Regions from separate parts of the Triticum aestivum genome. Here region 2 is linked to region 1. A link is a contact called in public Hi-C data. All regions are on one chromosome and are shown on one strand. The core of a region is the stretch at or near the end of the contact, and the rest is flanking DNA. Distances in the headings are between cores, read along the strand shown. Region 1 overlaps LOC123052162 (phosphatidylinositol glycan anchor biosynthesis class U protein). Region 2 has its middle 76 kb from the start of LOC123052163.

Region 1 (2,592 bases), core at 32-2,531:
ACTGAAACAACTTGATATTTAATAGATTGTATGTCAGGAAAATTTACCTATTTTGAAGTTAGTTTGAATTGACACCGGCTAATTTTTTAATCCTGGGCTAAATTACTCCTCTCGCCTCGTGAATCTACTTTTCCGGAAAGGTTCAATCTAATGCACTAGTAGTATTTTTTATTTCTTCTATTATTTTAACCGGCACGACTCCCCCTAGTGTCGTTAGTCGTACGGGCAATTACCACCGACCATATATATAGCGACGTCATCCCATTACGTCCATGCTATACCCCCGCGTACAGTGATGATTTTTTTTTTGCGGGGGTACAGTGATGATTTCATGATGATAACCTGTCAGAGGGAACTAATTCTGCACTTATCTCTAACACAGGAGGTATTCCGGGAACAATCTCCCCTCAAATGTCCTTTTAACCAGAAGGTGCTAACGGGAATATGCAGCTGCATGTGGTAAAAGCGCAGGCACATGCATGCGCAAGGGAATTTCTCGTGGGCCTGCCTGTCCAAGGCAAAGGAAAAAAAAATGAAAGGAAGGAAGCAAGAGCAACTAGCAGCAGACAGGGGACGTGTAAAAGCGCAGAAAGGTCCACGAGGCCATACTGGGCGCCTCTCAATTTGGCCAACTTGCTCGCCGCCAGAAATCAATCAGGCCACCCTCTCCTCTCATTTCACATCGCCTCATGCTCTCACCCAAATATCCATGTACTTGTTGTACCGCCACTTGACAAGTAGTTTATGTTATCCACCGACCAGACCAGACCAGGCCACCACCTCCACGACGCCAGCCAAATCGGCGTCGGGGTCGGCCGGCGCCGTGTGTCCCCGGCCCACGCCGTGCATGAACCTCTCCCCCGGCGAATATTGTAGGCGCAACTTGTGGCTCCGTCTCGTGCTAGCATGTAGAAAACGGAACACGAGTGCTCATCAGCCATTATTGTAGTCTTGTGCATGCAGCCCATTCGCACATGATGCATGATGGACGGTTCAGAGCCTTATGAAGTTATGAGTGTGTACTGTGTAGTACGTAGGTTTGTTCCTTCCTCCTTTTTTTTTTCTTATTATTTTTCTGCCATGAGGATGCATGAACCAAATGGTCGATGGAGTGGCCACACGTCGACGGCACGGTGTAGCACGCTCTAGAAAAATTCGGACAAAGACCAAAGGAAAGGGGCGCGTGGGGAAGGAGCGTGGCGCCTGCCGGTCAGGAGAATCCAGGAAATATCGGCATGGCGTGACCGGGAAGGATCGGACGAACGAACGTAGCCATCCACGGGGTTAACTGGGAACATGTGTCGCCCGAGGGGGACGGAGGGAATCATGGCTGGGATGGGGAATGGGTGGACGCCGCACGGAGAAAGTGGATGTAACTTGCACGACAACAACTCCTCTTGGACACATGGGTGGATGGGGAAGCATCCACTCACGCAGGCCGCGAGAGTGAGGTTTCAGCGCCTCGCTGAAAGAAAAGAGCGCCTCGCTTATCCGGTAAAAGTGTGCTCGGGTTCATAAAAGGCACATATTATACGATTTTCCCACAGGTTTGAGTCAATGGATTCTGCCTGGTAGCGAATGTGGAAACGTCGCTCCCCGCGAGCAGACCCTGGCCGCCGCTGCCAATGGATTCTTTGCCGGTCCAAGCTCGTTAGGTGGTGACATTTTCAAGGTTGATTATATTTATTATACTATTCCCTCCGTCCCACAATATAAGACGTCTTTGCAAGCTATGTTAGCTCGCAAAAACATCTTACATTATGGAACAGAGGGAGCAGAAAATATACTTAATATCTACTCCCTCCGTCCGAAAATACTTGTCATCAAAATGGATAAAAAGAGATGGATCTAGAATTAAAATACGTCTAGATACATCCCCTTTTATCCATTTTGATGACAAGTATTTCCGGGCGGAGGGAGTACAACACCAAACAAGCTTTATTACGTCTACTCTCTATCTAAAATATAGCTATAAGATTGGCTATAGATGATGTGACAACATCGTATAGCTGTACTCATGCTCTGATGACGCTAGCTACAAAGGTGACTTTAGGGATTACCTACGTAAGCATTAGTCAACTGAAAAGGAGCTCAAAAACACAAATGCAATTGCTGGAGTCACAAGATTACAGACTAGTAGAAAAGAATGTATCAAAGACAGACCCAAACGTGTGTCAGCCCATAGAAATCAACATCAAACAAAGCTACCCGTCTTTCATTTACCAACCAACATGGCACACGAGTAACACGCACACAAACTGGAGCATATGGACAAAATCATCGCATGAGGTTACAGGTAAGCCTAAATTAAGCTCGAAAATAACTACAATTAACGCAAAATAAATAGGTATAGTATGCTCGATCAGTTATCAACAACTCAACTTACTATCTGGGATCGGAAGGAAATTCTGTTGCAGTTCAAAGGTTTCTGTGCCACGAACATCTCTGACAATTGGTTTGCAGTACATAGGGAGTAAGAAACTGCAACGTGTGACTGACAATGACCTCGGCTTTACCAACATGAAAGAAAATAGGCTTGACAACGAAAGCAGAAGCATCCAAAGGCTACCTGACAAGCTGATTACTACCAGC
Region 2 (2,592 bases), core at 44-2,543, 430 kb before region 1:
TACTCCGTTTTTTTAGTCATATATATCCTGGTAGGTCCATGATCCCTACACAATGATGGCAAAGGGACTAATAACCTATATGAATATTGTCATCAACATCAAAAACATGATTAAGGGCATGATTACACTTTCAATGGGATCTGGTGATTGTGAAGGCGTTTGTTTCATGTTTCTTCAGCCGCCAAGGAGGCCAAGGTGCACTTGTTTCCATCCTCCCCGAGTCCATCATCACGTCGGAGATGGGTTGCTGACGTCTAATCCAAAGCACCTATTGTTGCTCTATCACGCGCTTCTTTTGAGCGGTGTTTTGTAGCATCTCTGATTGCTCCCATGCGGACTGTTCTAGCTGAATGGCAACTATTTTCCTCCCGGCCAATATACCGAAAGGAAAGGCCATGTGTAGTTGTGACTCAACGTTTGCTTCTTCTTCGTGTGGCTTATGTTGGCGACGGACCGACGACGATCCCCCAATCCAAGTTGTTCTGCCCCTGGCGATGGCGAGCTCGATCAGGTGTGAAAAACTTGTTGATGACTGTGAAGCACATTGCAATCTTCTTCTCGCATAGTGTTTTTTTTGCAAAGTGTCTGGATTGAGTAGTAATTTTGCAACTGCAATGCAATATCTATAAGACTGTTCCGGGTCCTTCGCGACCCATCTCTTGTTAAACAAGCACATTTTGGAGCAAAGCAAAAATGAATGTTATCTCATGATAATTTGATTAATGTATGGTGAGAAATTCAAGAATTTTATATTTCAATGATATATATCTATCAAGTCTAGCATGAACCGGCACGACGTTATCCGAAAATCCACAATTTGTGCGTGAACCATTCATGACACAGACAAGAGCCCCACGGTACCAGGTACTAGTATTTCCTACGGCACCAATCAAGTGCATTAACATACTCCGTTAAAAGGAACACGGCGCCAATCCAGTAACCTCGTTCGTTTCTCCCAGCTCGAAGCCGCCAAGCCGAGCTACACCAAGATCAAAAAGCATCCCCGAGCCGGCTCGCCTCGGCTCGGCTGGAGGCCCCACGCGATGAGGGTAGCTCTCCGCGACCCTGTAGGGGCACCCAGCAGGCAGCAACTGGCACCCAACAAACAGCCGCTGCAACTTGCCGCGCCCCGCGGGTCCCACCCCCGAGGGCCTACGCCGCAGCGACACGTCGCCCCCCGCGCACCCGTCCGCTTTTAAAGCCCGCGGGCGGGCGGGCGGTACGGGTACGTGTGCGTGAGGCCGCCGCATCGCGCGCCACGTGCGGCCTCCCTCCTCCCCCCGCGGGCCCCACGACAGCTCACCGCCCCACACGCAGGCCAGCTTTGCCGTCGCGCCCTCCCCCTCCCTTTTCGTCCCTCGAGACCCACCCGCGGCGGCTGACACGCGGGGCCACGCGGGCCTGGGCCCGCCGGTCGGCGCCACGCGTGCGGTACGAGGCGCGTGGGTGATTCTGCGGTGAGGTAAGCGCGCAGGTGGGGTGTTGTCGCGGGGTCTGCGGTGGGCGGACACGTCACCCCCGGGTGGGGGCGACGGCGACGTACCGGCGCGGAGATCCACGTGTCGGGGGAAAGGCCCGGAGGGGGCGAACGGACGGCGGAGATGGGCGCCTGCCTGTCCTCCTTGGTGGGGCCAACCGCCCACAAGTGGATGCCGGATAGCGTTTGCTTGTGGTCTTCCGGTGCGAGGGTCAGGGATCCTCTGTGGCCAGCTGGCTGTGGGTATGCCGGGAAGAGTTGCCTGGGTGGGCGACAGACAGATAGTCGTATGAGGTCCCGGCCTCCATGTGTAAACCTCTGGGTTCGCTGTAGTTATCTCTTTCCTGGATTCCATCTGTGTTGTACTCCCCCCATTTCAAAATCTAGTGCGCCCGCGTTTTCCGAGGTCGAACTTTGACCATAAATTTCACAAACGAGACCGACTGCGGCGGGTGAAAAATTACATAATTAAAAACTTCTTTCGAATACGAATTCGCTGATATAATTTTTGCTCCCGCCGCAATCGGTCTTGATAGTTAAATTTACGGTTAAAGTTGAAGCACGGAGATAGAGGAAGCACTACATTTTGGAATGGAGGGAGTACTTAGTACTTGTTTGTAATCATGCTAGTACTGGAACAGCTCAACACGTACTGACAGTCAATTTTTCCGGTGATCTTTATGTTCGATGCCGCGCAGGTATACGGATGATTTCGAATACACTGTGCCTGCAGCGCTGCAATAACAAGGTGAAAATGCAGACAGTACTGAACAGACACACGCTCATCTCTACAACTACATGTAGCTTCTTAGTGCTACATCTCAACCGTAATAAGGACGCTTAGCTCAAGCAGCTAGGTAGAAAGTATAGCCAGCCAAGATGTGTCTCTGAAGAACAGTCTAAAGCATCCGTGCTCACAAATGATCCGTCGAAACCCGGCACGCAGCCATCAGAGCTGACCAGCGACTAGCCAATAATTGCCGGACCTCGACGGAGAGCCACAGCCACACGCGGCTCGTTCGCAGGGGATCCGGCAAATCCGCGAGGCGGGGAGCAGGATCTTGGGGATATCGATTTTGTACGATGTTCGCCACAGAAAAAGGTGAAAGGAAGAA

Evidence for each region. A called contact is a pair of places that touch in the nucleus more often than the background predicts.
Region 2: a contact with region 1 is called in a Hi-C map of leaf, with 4 times the contacts expected there. The contact joins two enhancer-like sites. A contact is called at or near these places in 1 of 5 Hi-C or Micro-C datasets (leaf) and 1 of 1 datasets of contacts at active chromatin or transcription factors (leaf).

What each region holds. Positions count from the first base shown.
Region 1 is chr2D:130,776,775-130,779,366 of IWGSC CS RefSeq v2.1, reverse strand. LOC123052162 (phosphatidylinositol glycan anchor biosynthesis class U protein) reads right to left here. Exons shown (of 15, transcript XM_044475265.1): 15 at 2,552-2,592. Among protein-coding and RNA genes, the nearest start is that of LOC123052162, 12 kb to the right of the region's middle. Within about 2 kb of position 1,281, at least 7 of the 8 cell types and tissues checked have an H3K27ac peak or open chromatin away from gene starts, as enhancers often do. A contact at or near this core is called in leaf, where this site is marked.
Region 2 is chr2D:131,202,897-131,205,488 of IWGSC CS RefSeq v2.1, reverse strand. No RefSeq gene overlaps it. Among protein-coding and RNA genes, the nearest start is that of LOC123052163, 76 kb to the left of the region's middle. Within about 2 kb of position 1,293, at least 8 of the 8 cell types and tissues checked have an H3K27ac peak or open chromatin away from gene starts, as enhancers often do. A contact at or near this core is called in leaf, where this site is marked.